Linked DNA regions of Pan troglodytes: region 2 is linked to region 1. A link is a contact called in public HiChIP or PLAC-seq data. All regions are on one chromosome and are shown on one strand. Each heading gives the region's core, a stretch centred on a gene start, on an enhancer-like site or on the middle of the called end of the contact. The rest is flanking DNA. Distances are from core to core; before and after follow the strand shown.

Region 1 (7,801 bases), core at 2,852-5,351:
TTTTTCTGGAGAAAGGGTCTCTCACTTCTTTCAGATATCAAAAAGTTCTGAGAGCCCCCAAAGTTAGGAACCACTGAGGAAGAGGGAATGGCTTCTTCTAGCTAAGCAGGGAGAATTAAGTGTGCTGTAATTACCCAAACCCCGGCAGCATGCTGCAGTCTACCCCATCCCCAACAATAGAGTCTGAGGAAGGAGGCCCAGTTCTTGTTTGTCTCTCATCCCAGGGGGTGCTTGGAAAAGAAACTTGAACTTCTCTGGACCTCAGTGTTTCTGAATGTAAAACTGGGGAGAAGGGTTTCGGTCTCCTAGGAACTGTAAATAAGACTCACAACGTGCTTGGAAATGGTTTTGATATAGCATGGGGAACCATCACTGCTCTTTGGCAACTAGAAGATCCACAGGCTACCAAGTAAATGAGAAGCCCAGCCTGGCAGAATGTGACCTTGGCAGACGGGGATGCTGGGAGGGCCTTCAAGGAGCCAGGCTCCCCAGCACCAGTAGGTCTTGTTCAGCTGTGAATCGGAGCTAAGGTGGAATCAGATTATGACTTAATTTCCCTGCTAATGCCTCCCTGTCTCATAAGCTCCTCATTTAAGGTTGGAAGTAACCTGAAGTCATGCAGCCCAACCTCTTGTCTCAGACTTCAATCCCTTCTGCCCCATCCCCTCTTGGGTCAGTTCCAACTATCAGAAAGTTCTTTATATTGAGTTAACAATCCGGCCGGACATGGTGGCTCATACCTGTAATCCCAGCACTTTGGGAGGCTGAGGCAGGCAGATCACCTGAGGTCGGGAGTTCGAGACCAGCCTGGCCAACATGACGAAACCCCATCTCTACTAAAAATACAAAATTAGCCAGGCATGGTGGTGTATGCCTGTAATCCCAGCTACTCGGGAGACTGAGGCAGGAGAATTGCTTGAGCCTGGGAGGCGGAGGTTGCAGTGAGCCGAGATTGTACCACTGCACTCCCAGCCTGGGTGATAGAGCAACACTCTGTCTCAAAAAAGAAAAAAAGAAAAAAGAAAAAAAAGAAAAAAAAATCTATCATTCCTAGAATGTCCACCCATTGTTCCTAAGTCCCCTTGGGCACTCCAAGACTAGTTATTCCGTAGGACAGTCTTTGACACTTTTAAATATTTGAAAATGACCCTGTTGTTTCCTAGGACAAAACATCTCCCACTTTTCTAGCATCACAACTTTTTCAGAACTCAAAGGATGTTTTAGGTTCTTTTTTTTTTTTGAGACGGAGTTTCGCTCTTGTTGCCCAGGCTGGAGTGCAGTGGCGGCACGATCTTAACTCACTGCAGCCTCCGCCTCCTGGGTTCAAGCAATTCTCTTGCCTCAGCCTCCCAAGTAGCTGGGATTACAGGTGGCCACCACCATGCCTGGCTAATTTTTGTATTTTTAGTAGAGATGGGGTTTCACCATGTTGGCCAGGCTGGTCTCGAACTCCTAGCCTCAGGTGATCCCCCCACTTTGGCCTCCCAATTGCTGGGATTACAGGCGTGAGCCACCATGCCCGGCTGATGTTTCAGGTTCTTAGAAGCAGTGTATATAATTTCTTTCCAGCTCACATTAACCTGCTGAGCAGCTAGACACACTAAACTCAATTTCTATTTACAGCCAGACCTCATAGGGTGAGTAGAAAAAAACCCAATGGCGAAAGATCTGAGACAAACAGAGGCCAAATGAACAGGCACAGGTAATTCAGAAATTCAGTGGTAGGCATGGGAACAGAGCCCAGGGGTCCCAACTCTTCGTTTCTTTCTGGAAGACACTCAACTGTGATTATACACGGGGTGGGCAGAAATGCCAGTGTGGTAGCCCCAGAGGATCTGAAAACACTGGAGTGACCGGGACACTGGAATTCCAACTGCAGCCCACATGGGGTGGTTTTCCTTGGGAAGCCTCTCTAAAGAAGGGAATTTAGCTTGCCTGCTCTTTTAGAATGTGCCAGCGGAAGTGGCAAATTTAAGATTAAAAAGGGGACCTTGTGGGCTGGAGATGGGGGGCTTTTCCTGTATATCACAAGAACTCTTGACCCTGGCAGGGGAATTTGGGACTCTTGGGTTCTGTTTCTGGCCTGCTATAGTCTCCAACTCTCTGGATATGATGCTGGTCTAGAGGGGGCCCTCCTGTCAAAGGCTCAACTGCAGACCCAGAAACCGAACCCACCTGGGTACCTGTGGATCCCTGTCCCAGAGCACAGCTATAGTAACACCCTGGGGAACGAGGAGATACCTAGGCCCAGCTGCATTTCTCAGACCTAAACGCCTAGAACCCAAGCCACCTAGGCCTGCAGAGTCAGGTCAGACAGAGTCCAGGTGTTATGTGCCTGCTCTGGGAATCCAAGAGCCTAAGTCAATGCCAAGTTTAACCAGAGGGTCTCTGACCCCAAGGGCAGAGCCTAGGCAGACAGAGCCCAGGGGTGTTAGCTCCGAAAATTACTGTGCCAAAACCGCAGCATTGGCCTGAAGATCCTGCCCTGTCAGGTCAGGAGACAGGAGACACTGGGTTGAGGAAGGGCAGAGGTCATTTGCAGAGCATGTTTGGGAAAGGAAGCCAGTGTTCAATTGTGTAACCACAGGATGCCTGCCCCTCGAGCTTTCCATCTGCCTTCATGCCTCAGGTCCAATGAAGTGACGTCCCCTGCCTTCTAGGACGCTGAGAACTGTCGGGGAGGCCCATCTTCTGCAAGGCGGGGCAACAACACGGACAGGTAGAGGTACCTAGGCCGGCTGGATACATTCCTCTGCTGACCTATCTCATCAGTATCTTTGGTTACTATCTGTCCAACTCACAGTTGTTGGAAACCTCAGCTTTGGGACTGGGGCCAGGTCCCTGGACAACCCCAGCCCCTGTCCCATGCTTCCTCGACCCACAAGCCCTGTCTAGCCTGGCTCTGACAGGCAGGCCGCAGCCATTACTGCAGCCTCAGCTCACACCCATGGAGCTCATCTTCCCCTTTTTTGAGAGAGATTTTAACTCCTTCCCCACCACTCCCCTGGCACTGAAAGACTTACAATCACCCACTTCAGTGTTGACGACCCAAAGCCCTTAGAGCCACTCTCCCAAGGCCCCAGTGGGCCGTGCCCCTACACCTCATCCTCTCTTGTCGGGAGCACCTGCTCCTGCAAACTTCTGAGCCAGACGGAGTCTCCAAACTCCCGTTACCATGCGATCCTCCCTGGACCCCCGGCTAGACACTGCGGGTCGGGGAGAAGTTGGGGAGGAGTCTGGGCTTGAGCCAAGGGCCTCAGCTGACTCCTCTACCCCGGGGGATACCTCCCCTCCCCCTCAATAGGGCCGGGGCTTCCTCTTCCGGCAAGGAGGGGTTAAGCCCTCTGGGTGGGGCTGGGCTTGCCCAAACCCCCTCCTCAAGCCTCTCGGCTGCCCCGTCCCGTGACCCTCTACCCGCAGGACAGGAAGGCCCGTGCACTTTCGCCCCGTCATGCCCCCTTGCGCGGGGGCCAGAGGGGGCCCGTCTCAGCCGGCAGCGGGTCCCTCCTGCTTCGAGAGCCCCTCGGTGCCGCCTGCCCCGTGGCACCGGCCCTGTCTGTTCGTCCCCCTTCCCCTGCCCCCAGCCGTGCAGTACCGGCCCGGGTGAGAGAGCGGGTCGCGCGCCGCCCCGGTCCCCCACGGCACGGGCCGTACTAGGCCCCAAGCGCTCGGGGCCGGCTCCTCCCCCGCCCGGCGCCCGGCCGTGCCCGGCCATGCCAGGCGGCGACCCCGGCTCAGCAGGGCGCGGCGCGGGCGGGGACAGGCCCGACCCGCGGCCCGCGCCCGGGGATCCCGCGCCCGACGCCCTCGTACCGCGATCACGTTGACGAATGTGGTCTTGCCCGAGTACTGAAGCCCGACCAGCGTGAGCTCCATCTCCTCCTTCCAGAATAGGGCCTTGAACCAGTCCAGCAGCTTGTTGAACAAAGCGATCATGGTCGCTGCCGCCGGCCCCGCCCGGTGCCAGGTCCCCGCCGCCCCTCGCTGCCCTCGCGCTGCGGCCCGGAGCGGCCCCTCCCCGGTACGGCCCGGGTCCCGCGGCTCGGTGCGGGCGGAGGCTCGAGCGCGGCGGCCGACGACTCGCTGCCCCGGAATCGGCTCGCCGATGGGTGTGGCTTCAGCGCCCTCCTCCTCCGCCGCCGCCGCCGCCCTCCCTCGCGGCCGGGCCGTGTCCTGCTCGCACCCGAGCGCGCGCTCCTCCCTCGCTGGAGCCGGGGGGCCAGGGGCCGCACCCGCAGGTGGGGTGAGCAGGGAATCCGCAGGTGGGGTGAGCAGGGAATCCGCAGGCTTCAGCGGCGGGGGTTGACCGGCAGCTGGCGTCGAGAGGCGCTTGGGAAATGGGGTCTAATTTATTTTAGACCCTGTCCCCGACTGCCGCGCCCTGACTGGCACCCTCTTTCTTAAAGGGTGGTGGGCTCGAGGTGGGTGAGGTTCCGGTTAAGCAGGAGCCTTTCCAGGTTGAAGGAGAGTGGGTCACCCACTTCCCAGGACACGGAGATGAGATCTCTACGACAGGGAGGCAGATGGAGGCTTTTTTGTCCCTGAACCCTTGCCTCTGAGCATTCCTGGGTACAGTCCCATCCTCTCAAAATGCACCCAGTGCAGAGGGACAACCGTATTCGGGTCTTTTAATACTCCATCTTGTTTTGTTCACCACAATTTACCCCGACCACTTGTTAGGAAGCCTCTGGCCCCAAGTGAAACGGACGCTTGAACTTGCTCCGGATTTTTACCAGCATCCCCAAGATACCCAAACAGATACAGTCCTGGCAGGGGGTTTTCAGTGAGGAACGTCTGTGACAAAGGAAAATGTTGCCCTGTTTTGGTGAAAAGCAGAGTATTCTTCAGGAGGAGAAGTGATAGTTCTCCTCTTGAAGTGGGTGTGGAGTGCCTGCAAAGATGCCTTACTCCTGCCCCTCTCCTTGCAAGACCCACCCATAGGGCCTGCTCAGGCAGGCTGACAACCCCAGCTGGCAGTCCCGGGTAGGCTCAGGCTTCGGGCAGTCCCCAGCCTATGCTGGCTGCCCGTTGGGGTTTGGTTTTCAAATGTAGTCATATGTAGTCTATTGTTTTAGTCAAAAGTGGGTAAACTATCAATATCAACCATATCTGTCCAATCAACTGGAGTTAGATGACCCCAAATAGTCAAACAGTTACCAAAGTAGAAGAATCACAAGGTTTCGGCTAGCATAATATTCTGTTTTTTTTTTTTTTTTTTTGATGGGGTCTCACTGTGTGGCCCAGGCTGGAGTGCAGTGATGGGATCTCGACTCACTGCAGCCTCCACCTCCTCGGGCTCAGGTGATTCTTCTACCTCAGCCTCCCGAGTAGCTGGGACTACAGGCATGCGCCACCATGCCAGCCTAATTTTTGTATATTTGGTAGAGACGGGGTTTTGCCATGTTGTCCAGGCTGGTCTCGAAGCCCTGAGCTCAAGCCATCTGCCTGCCTCAGCCTCCCAAAGTGCTGGGATTACAGGCATGAGCCTGGCCAATATTCTGGTTTATTAAGCACCATCTTTCTAACCTCTGCCCTTTATAAGTCCTCCTCTAGCTCCTAAGATAAAGGCTATGGACTGAATGTTTGTGTCCCCCCAAAATCATAGGTTGAAGTCCTAATCCCTAAAGTGATGGTATTAGGAGGTGATTAAGTCATGAGGGTGGAGCCTTATAAAGGGGGCCGGTGGGATTAGGGGGAAGAATACCAGCCCACAACCTTTTCACCATGCAAGGACAGAAAGAAGGCTCTGCCTAATAGCCAGACACTGAGTCTGCAAGGGTCTTGATCCTAGACTTCCCAGCTTCCAGAACTGTGAGCAATACATTTCTTTTTTTCTTTTTTCTTTTTTTTTTGAGATGGAGTCTTGCTCTGTCATCCAGGCTGGAGTGCAGTGGCATGATAGCTCACTGCATCCTCCACCTCCAGGGTTCAAACAATTCTTCTGCCTCAGCCTCCCGAATAGCTGACTACAGGTGTGTGCTACCACGTCCGGCTAATTTTTTGTATTTTTAGTAGAGACAGGGTTTCACTGTGTTAGCTGGATCTCCTGACCTCGTGATCCGCCTGCCTCGGCCTCCCAAAGTGCTGGGATTACAGGCATGAGCCACCACGCCAGGCCAGCAATACATTTCTGTTGTTTAGAAGCCACATGGTTTACGGTAGTGTGAATTGTTACAACTGCCTGAGTAGGCTATGAGGGTCCACCCTGTCTCACTTCCTAAATTGACTTTGGTTTCACCTTACTTTATGTCCTTGGAAGTGCTAGAAAAGTGCATATCCCAAGGGCAAAGATTTGCAGCCTGCCTGTCCCTGGTCTGCAGTCTTTCTCTCTTGCTACAAAGAGGCCCCAGAGGGCCAAGAAGAAGATGGAAAGAAGGAATGAGTCAGTCATCCAAGAAGTCTTTATTTTCCCACTTGGTTACTGTTCTGGAGCTTGTACCCTCTGAGCTCTGAGATGGGGTTGGGGGGACAGTGCCAGGGAGGGCCTGTGGGGCTGTGCAGTTGCTTCCCTCTGGGCTGGCTCTGAGCCCAGGGCAGGATCAGGCACTTGAGAGCCCCCCACCGAGCCTCATTGGCATAGACAGTCGTGCCTCTCACAGGGCTCAGGGGAGGTGGAGGTGTGGGCAAGTCCATCCCCAAGGCTGTAAGGAAGGAGCAGCTCCTCCATAAGGCCAAGCAGAAGCATTAGGGAAATCATCCTCAGTTTTAGCACTGCGTGTTCTTCAGGAGAGAAGTCCTGAGTGAGGAGGCCCAGCTGTTCTCCAGATCCAGCTCCTCGGGGGTTTCCACAGAGAGCTGGTATCAAGGCAGCTGTCAGGGGCGGCGTGCCTGGTGATGCGGCATCTTACCTTCATCCCTATCTCAGAATGGGCAGCCAGTCTCAGATTCAAGGAGGAGGAATCCTGAGGTGTGGCGTTCAGTCCTGAGGTAGACCTGAGGTCCCCTGGGAATTGTGTTGATGCTGAGATGGATGAGGGGTGCTCATTCTCTCAGGTAGACAGTGAGGAGTCCTGGTTCAGCGGAGCCTCCATGTCTGCATGGATGGTTATGACCCTGATTGTTTTTGGAAACAGCCAAGCTCTCTAGGTGTACTCAGCAAATGCAAGGTATAGTGGGTCATGGCGGGATTGGTTATCTAAAATCAGACTGAGCACTTTGCCTCCTCTTCTCCCCTTGCCTCTTTCTTTTATCTTCCTGCATACCCAGGGTATTATTTGAGCCGTGGAAGCAAAACAGAGACTGCTTAGCCTCCCTAAGAGTAGTTGGTGGGAGTGGCCAGCAACCATGGAGGCAGGAGCAGCCCCTCTTTGCCTCTGAGTAGTCCCCACATGTTCCCTCTTCCAGAGATTTCAACTGCCAGGCCTGGTCACCTCTGTAGCCTACTCTTATGACACATGGGTGGAGGCAAGGGTAACCAGAGTCCTTGTTCTTTCTTTTGATTGGGGTCATCCAGCCCTTCCGATGTGTGGTCAGGGAGCACAGTCACTGCTAGGATGTTGAGACTTGGAGATCAGGACCAGACTTTTCCCCATTCTTGCATCTGGCCTGTGCTTGGGCAGGACCTCGGGTGAAGGATGATCTTGGAATCACCCTTTTGTCAGCCCCAGGAAGGAGTGGCTGGAGTGGCTTCTAGAAACTTCTCTCATTACTTTTCCCTCATGGCAGCTAAGCACTTATGTTCATGTTATAGAACAGGAAACTGAAGCTCACAAAGAGTGTCTCAGAGAAGACCAGGACACGTGGGCTTCTTTCTTTGTCTGTCATAAATGCCAGCTCCTGTCTTTAAGTTCAGAGAGACATT
Region 2 (7,801 bases), core at 3,579-6,078, 140 kb before region 1:
CCACCGTGACCAGCCACAAACCATTTCTTTCTCTTCTCCAGGGAATGTGAAAAAACTTGGAGAGACATACCCAAGTATCTCAAATGCCCGGAATGCAGAGCTCCGGCTGCGATGGGGCCAAATCGTCCTTAAGAACGACCACCAGGAAGATTTCTGGAAAGTGAAGGAGTTCCTGCATAACCAGGTGGGTGACCCCTGCCTCGCTGTTCCCGAAAGCACACCGGGACCCACTCGGCCATACGTGAAGTAATCATGTGGGCAGGGCTCATCTAGGACTCACCTGAGGCACAGAGGGAGGGGCAAATGACCTGAGGACCCTACCACTCAGCCTCTTTACTAGTGTGGCTTTGAAGGCATTGCCCTAGGGACAAGAGGAGGCCTGCAGGCTTGCAGTGCTTTCTGCAATTCAGCTGGTGAGACCCCAGGGAAAAAAGCTGGCCAGAGCCAACGCAGAGGCGGGAAAGAGGGTGACAGTGTCATGTGGGAAACACAAGAGGGAAAGGGGCCAGAGGCAGAGCAAGAGGAACAAAGGCTTGGAGGATAGGTCCCTGCTGCCCTGTGACTTGGGCATGATCGGGACAGCAGCCAGACCCTCTGTCACTATGTGAAAGTTGCCCTGTTGGGGAAAGGCCCCGGGCTCTCAGGATGAACTGAATGTCATCAGATTCCGGAGCAGGGAGGGGCTGGACCGGAGACGAAGCATTGCTCTGCATAAAGTCAGGGCTGCGTGCCTGTTTGGGGATATTCTGAGCCCTTTGATGGCTTCCTCAAGGCTCTGGATTTTAGGAACTTGTGATGTCGCTGGCTTATATTTGTGTGAATTTGACCTGTGGGTTGACCTGTGGGTTTTCCTTTGCTTGACTGCAGCTGGACCGTATGTGGCTGTGAGCTTTATGTGCTGCAGCTGCTGATACCTGCTACTCACGTGGTGGCTCACCACCTACACCTTTCCAGAAGTCTGGATTCCCATTGTGTCCACCCAACTCATTCGTTTTGTTGACTGTAGACGTCCCCATGTTAGTATGGATTGGGATGCGTATTGAGATCCATCTCCATGGATCTTTGGCCCCCAAGAAGATGCCTGAATTAGAGCACTTCTGATGAGAAACTCCTCATTCCAGCTGTGATACCCACATCCCTTTTAGCACCTAGCCATGGCTGCTGTTAGACTGGCACTGGGGGCAGGAGGGCTGGACAGATCCACCAGGCAAGCTTCTTAGGCATGTGTATGTGTGTTTCTTGCAGGGGAAGCAGAAGTATACACTTCCGCTGTATCACGCAATGATGGGTGGCAGTGAGGTGGCCCAGACCCTCGCCAAGGAGACTTTTGCATCCACCGCCTCCCAGCTCCACAGCAATGTTGTCAACTATGTCCAGCAGATCGTGGCACCCAAGGGCAGTTAGAGGCTCGTGTGCATGGCCCCTGCCTCTTCAGGCTCTCCAGGCTTTCAGAATAATTGTTTGTTCCCAAATTCCTGTTCCCTGATCAACTTCCTGGAGTTTATATCCCCTCAGGATAATCTATTCTCTAGCTTAGGTATCTGTGACTCTTGGGCCTCTGCTCTGGTGGGAACTTAACTTCTCTATAGCCCACTGAGTCCTGAGACAGAGAACCTGCCCACAGCTCTCCCCGCTACAGGCTGCAGGCACTGCAGGGCAGCGGGTCTTCTCCTCCCCACCTAAGTCTCTGGGAAGAAGTGGAGAGGACTGATTCTCTTCTTTTTTCTCTTTCTGTCCTTTTTCTTGCTGATTTTATGCAAAGGGCTGGCATTCTGATTGTTCTTTTTTCGGGTTTAATCCTTATTTTAATAAAGTTTTCAAGCAAAAATTAAGTTACGGATTGAGTGACTATTAAATTTCTTCCACCAGAGGTCCTCACTGTGTTTGTTCTGGAAAGGTCACTGGGGGAGGCCCAGAGAATGACAGTATTTTCCTGTCCTCAGGCAACAGCCAGGGTGAAGGAGGTGGGTGTCCTACACATGCATATGAAAAAAAATATGGCAAAATGGCACAGCTGGTGCAGGAAAATGAAAAAGGAATAGCATTCCAGTTCTCCGTGAAGCAGCTGAATTCTCTATCTGCAGCAGCATTCCTATTATCTTTTCCATCACTAAGAAAAAAAAATGGGCTGGGCACAGTGGCTCACGCCTGTAATCCCAGCACTTTGGGAGGCTGAGGCGAGAGGATCGCTTGAGCCCAGGAGTTTGAGACCACCCTGGCCAACATAGCAGGACTTCATCTCTACCAAAAAAAAAAGCCGGGCGTGGTGGCTCGCGCCTGTAATCTCAACACTTTGGGAGGCTGAGGCAGGCAAATCACTTGAGGTCAGAAGTTTGAGACCAGCATGGCCAACATGGTGAAACCCCATCTCTACTGAAAAAAAAGATAGATGCAAAAATTAGCCAGGCATGGTGGCTCACACCTGTAGTTCCAGTTACTTGGGAGGCTGAAGCAGGAGAAACACTTGAACCTGGGAGGTGGAGGTTGCAGTAAACTGAGATCATGCCACTGCACTCCAGCCTGGGTGACAGAGTAAGACTTCTCAAAAAAAAAAAAAAGCTGGGCGTGGTGGTGCATTCCTGTGGTTTCAGCTACTCAGGAGGCTGAGGCAGGAGGATCACTTGAGCCCAAGAGGTCAAGGCCACAGTGAGTCTTGATTGTGCCACTGAACTCCAGCCTGAGTGACAGAGTGAGACCCTGTCTCAAAAATTAAAGTGTCTTATGACTTTTTATCTACCCTTCTGCCCATCCCCAAGGCTTCACTGGGCCTCACCTGTCTTTGATCCTAGATAACTATTTGAATGGTAATCAGTAAAGTCTTTAGAACTTTGCACTAAATTCTGATTTCCTGGCCTCAACATGGGGACCTAAACAGTTAGCAATCTGGGTTTGGGAGTGGGATGAGGGGAGGGTTGGAAGAAATATTTAGTGTGTTTCAGTTGCCTTTCTTAAATACAGGGCACCCCTGAAACAGGCTTTGTTCGCAGCTCTGCTCTGTCCTCGGATTTAGGTTATCAAACAGGCTTCCTCCCTCCCCTGCACAAGGGTTGGGAATGAGTCGATTTGCTTTCACTCAGCAAGAGCAAGGGACTAGTGGTGACCAAGTGGTAGACTGGAGAGGCCTCTGCCCCGTGGCACACAGCTCCACCATCAGAGAGGGTGATGTGGGTCATAGGTGAGGGATCTGGAGGCCCGGTATCGGAAGAGCTTCTCCAGGCACTGGCATTTTGACAGCAAACTGCTTCCGTGGCTCTTTCAGGACTGTTCCTGGCAATATGTTATTGGCAAGGACTATTTTAGGGCTATCCAGTTGTCTCCCCCTCTCCCCAACCTTTTATCTAGCTTATCAGTAGCTATCTTTCCTTGCTCTGTACAAAAACCTATAGCACCAGTAGGCCCAGTAATCATGAAGGGTCGGTGGAAGGAAAGGCTGGAAGCCCTTCCTCTAACAGCCGTGCTGTGACTCCACTAACTTTGTGGGGTCTCCCATTACATAGCGTGGGTATCCTGAGCTGTGCAGCCTGCCTCACTCACCACCTTGGTACCCGACAGGACTACTGGATGTGCCTGTCCTTTTGTAGGACATTCTCCCATCCCAAAGATGAGGCTGTGCTGCCGTGTGGGCAAGCTCTGTGGGGAGAGGGGAGGCCAGTGGGTTGTTTTTGCCATCACAGAATACTGGGAAGCCCCCGGCATCCTGCTCCATAGCTCTCTTGACCACTATCCTGGAACCTTCTCCCCACCCCCATCCCCATGCCTCCAAGGCACTGACCTCAAATCCAAGTCTTTCCCACTTATCTCAAGCTGCCAGCCTGTAGGGATTCCTTATCTCAGCTCCATGTCAGCGGTGAGGAAGCCCCAAGAAGGCAAGGGAGCTGACAGCCTTCTCATTTTTCTCGTACATCCTCCTGTTCACCCCGCCATCCCGGGAGCCCCAGCCAGATGCTCTTCAGGGCAGGGAGCACGTGAGCAGCCCTGGGGCTAGAAGCCGGTTCTCCCACATTCCTGGGTGAGGGACTGGGTGGAGGGTGTGCCTGCCTCAGGCTCCTTGGGGGAGGCCCCCTGAAGGGCTGGGGAAAATCCTACTGAGCCCCAGGCTCTCCTGCCTGCACTGGCCCAGTGCGGGGGCGGGGGGGAGGGGGGATCCTGGACATTAACTCTCTCCTAGGCACCTGGGAGCTTCAGAGAGGAAGAAGGTAAGGTAAGAAGCAGATTCTCTGCGCAGGACTTTCTTAGTCCTCAGGCTATAGAGTTAAAGAAAGGAGTATCTGTAGAAGGTGGAGTCACCTTTTGTTTGAGTAACCGTTTCACCCACCCTGGCTGAGGGTGGCCAGGAACTCCCCAAGTTGTGCATTAATGGAGGTGGGTCACACAGATCCTACATTTTTTTTTTTTTTTTTTTTTGAGACGCAGTGATTACAGGTGTGAGCCACCGGATCCTACATTTCAGATGCATAAAAATCTAGATATGGGCTGGGTGCAGTAGCTCATGCCTGTAATCCCAGCACTTTGGGAGGCTGAGGCAGGCAGATCATGAGGTCAGGAGATCGAGTCCATCCTGGCTAACATGGTGAAACCCCATCTCTACTAAAAATACAAAAAGCCGGGCATGGCAGCGGGCGCCTGTAATCCCAGCTACTCGGAAAGCTGAGGCAGGAGAATCGCTTGAACCCAGGAGTCAGAGGTTGCAGTGAGCAGAGATCACGCCACTGCACTCCAACCTGGGCGACAGAGCGAGACTCCACCTCAAAACAAAATAAACAAAATACTAGATCTGGAAGAGATCTTAGGGATTATTAAATTCAGACAACCTCATTTTTTATAGATGGGGAAACAAGCACAGACTCCAAGGGTCTCACCCAAGATCACACAGTTGCAGATGCTGGCTACAAGTCTCCTGCCTCAACCACCTGTATTACCCCATTCAGGGTCTCAAGAAGGGTCTATAAGACATTATCCATTGTGTTTCCATAGAGACAACCACAGACATGGGGGACTCTGCCCACAGGGAAGGCAAGGGCTCTGGCCATGGAGCTGGATGGGAAGACTCTGAAGCCCGAAGACATTGAGTCCTGTGCAGGGAAAGAGCGAGGGTTTTGTGTACAACACACCTGCATACCTGGATGTGAATCTCAGCTCCACCCCTTCACCAACTCTGTGTGGCCTGGGCAAGCCATTCTAAGGGAACCCTCCACACTGCAACTTTCATGTCTATAAAATGGGAATAACCATGCATTCCTTACAGGACTTTTTTGGTGTGAGGATTAAATGAGAGAATATGTTGAAAAGTGCTTGGTAAATATATTAATACTATGCGTTCCCTCTTCTTTGAATGACGTGACCCAGGTAGTCAGGCTTCTGACCACTAGAGGGCAGCAGAAGGTACTGGAAAACTGGGCCGAGTGAACCAGAGATTAGATGGGGTCCAGAGAGCAGGTATGAGCTTACCCGTGTGGATTCTGGCAACTCCGGCAGGGAGGGCTGCAGCAGGCGCTGAGGGAAGAACTTTCAAGCAGAGCCGGGTCTCTTCAGGAGCGACTGCAGCAACCCTGACGCTTGGATGGAGTCCAGGCAGGTGATGGTAGTGAAGACCTTGCCAACAGAGTGGGCGCTGGAGAAGGAGCCCTTTAGTGGGGACCCTGGGGCCACGACTAGGCTGGCAGGCCCAGCCAGCACCAATTAATCCATGAGTATTGCCCAGCATTGAGCCTGGAGCACCTTCCAGCCCCTGGCCAGAGTCCTGGGTGTTCTGGGAAAAACCCCTAAACCTAGTAACTCCTCTCCCTACTAGGCCTGTTTGTTGCTGAATCTCTGGAATTTAGGGGCCAGCAGCTTTCTGACCCAGGTCAGCCAGGGGTTCATGTTCCCTCACTTGCCCTCCCCCTGCCTGGCCCATCTCTGGCCTGGCCCCTGGGAGGAATTTCCTGGGCCAGAGGGCAGCCGAAAGCACAGATGCCCACCCCAGCAACGTTCCCGCCACCTGCCCAGGCCAGTGCCCCATGCCCAACCCCAGAGGGTGCGGGATGACAGACTCTGACAATCATTAAACCAGCCGGGCCTGATTTCCCAGCACCGCCTGCTAAGATCCGGGCCAAGTGGCACTGAATATGCAAATCACCTGGGGCCAGGAGCCCAGTCTAAAGGCCAGGAAATCCCCTCCATCCAATGAGACACCAGCTCAGGTTACTGCAGGGGACGCACTATAAAGCCCTGAGCTCAGGGAGGAGCTCCCTCCAGGCTCTATTTAGAGCCGGGTAGGGGAGCGCAGCGGCCAGATACCTCAGCGCTACCTGGCGGAACTGGATTTCTCTCCCGCCTGCCGGCCTGCCTGCCACAGCCGGACTCCGCCACTCCGGTAGGATTCCCTGCCTGTCATTCCCTAGCCCAGCTCTTGGGAAACTGCAGAGGGGTCCAGAGGATTTGCAGTTCTGAACCTGCGCACTCCAGTCTAGGATCTCCGAGCAAGAGCGTAGGTGTCCTGAGGGTCAAAGAACAGGGAGAGATTGTCTCTGGGAAGGCAGAATGGCCATGACGCCGCCAGTCTGGCTCCAGGGCCCCAGAGATCTGAGGAGGGAAGCCCAGCTGGAGGCTCCTGTGGTCCTGCCCTGGTCTGAGATCTTGGAGCCCTTCTTGAAGAGAGGGTGTCCGCAGAGTTGCTGATCTTCCTGCCCCTGGGGGCTACTCTTGCCCAGGGTTGGGCAAAGCAGAGTAGCTGGGAGTGTAAGGAGAGGACCCTCGTCCCCTCACCAACCTCATCCTCTCTCCCCCTACCCACAGGTAGCCTCATGGCTGCAACCTGTGAGATTAGCAACATTTTTAGCAACTACTTCAGTGCGATGTACAGCTCGGAGGACTCCACCCTGGCCTCTGTTCCCCCTGCTGCCACCTTTGGGGCCGATGACTTGGTACTGACCCTGAGCAACCCCCAGATGTCATTGGAGGGTACAGGTGGGTCTCAGCGGGGTGGGATGGGGCACGGAGTGGGAGACAGATCCATCTAAGGGCCTGTTAGACAAATGGGGGAATGGGCAGGGAGGAGGGTCTCTAGGCAAATTCCAGGGCTAGAGGCTGAGACTTAGTGACTGAGGTGCTGGGGGTTGTGGGGCTGTGACAGGCAGAGGGAGGTGTCAGATACCAGGACAAGGGTGTTGTGAATGCTACCTCCTGCCCCTACTCTTGGGATGGCTCCAAGGGCTGAGGTGTGAATCCCCAGTGTGCTCCAGGAATGGGGCTGTGTGGGCTGGGAGTGGCGGCTCACGCCTGTAATCCCAGCACTTTGGGAGGCTGAGCTGAGCGGATCACCTGAGGTCAAGAGTTCGAGACCAGCCTAGCCAACATGGTGAAACCCCGTCTCTACTAAAAATACAAAAAAAATTTATCCCAGCGTGGTGGTGGGCACCTATAATCCCAGCTACTGGGGAGGCTGACGCAGGAGTATCGCTTGAACCTGGGAGGTGGAGGTTGCTGTGAGCCGAGATTGTGCCATTGCACCCCAGCCTAGGTGACAGGAGTGAGACTCCATCTCAAAAAAAAAAAAAAAAAAAAAAAAATGGGGCTGTAAGGTCTGCTGGGTGGCCTGAGCTGAGCCTGTTTCCCTGCCTGGCCCTTGCAGAGAAGGCCAGCTGGTTGGGGGAACAGCCCCAGTTCTGGTCGAAGACGCAGGTTCTGGACTGGATCAGCTACCAGGTGGAGAAGAACAAGTACGACGCAAGCGCCATTGACTTCTCACGATGTGACATGGATGGGGCCACCCTCTGCAATTGTGCCCTTGAGGAGCTGCGTCTGGTCTTTGGGCCTCTGG

Evidence for each region. HiChIP or PLAC-seq counts read pairs in DNA pulled down with a chosen protein or histone mark.
Region 2: a contact with region 1 is called in an H3K4me3 HiChIP or PLAC-seq map of stem cell-derived excitatory neurons, with 11 times the contacts expected there. The contact joins the promoter of ELF3 here to the promoter of ARL8A in region 1. A contact is called at or near these places in 3 of 7 Hi-C or Micro-C datasets (induced pluripotent stem cells, a lymphoblastoid cell line and stem cell-derived neural progenitor cells), 1 of 1 datasets of contacts at active chromatin or transcription factors (stem cell-derived excitatory neurons) and 1 of 1 other capture datasets (stem cell-derived neural stem cells).

The regions. Positions count from the first base shown.
Region 1 is chr1:46,948,717-46,956,517 of NHGRI_mPanTro3-v2.0_pri, reverse strand. It overlaps ARL8A (ADP ribosylation factor like GTPase 8A), which reads right to left and starts at 4,101. Exons shown (of 7, transcript XM_016935753.4): 1 at 3,814-4,101. The coding sequence starts at 3,936. PTPN7 (protein tyrosine phosphatase non-receptor type 7) reads right to left here. Exons shown (of 11, transcript XR_010151219.1): 11 at 6,384-7,801.
Region 2 is chr1:47,086,244-47,094,044 of NHGRI_mPanTro3-v2.0_pri, reverse strand. ELF3 (E74 like ETS transcription factor 3) reads left to right here and starts at 4,828. Exons shown (of 9, transcript XM_001150545.6): 1 at 4,828-6,355; 2 at 6,778-6,948; 3 at 7,613-7,801. The coding sequence starts at 6,786. LOC104004417 (a long non-coding RNA gene) reads right to left here and starts at 5,557. Exons shown (of 2, transcript XR_677359.4): 1 at 5,449-5,557. It overlaps RNPEP (arginyl aminopeptidase), which reads left to right. Exons shown (of 11, transcript XM_016935684.3): 10 at 42-184; 11 at 1,246-1,832. The coding sequence ends at 1,404.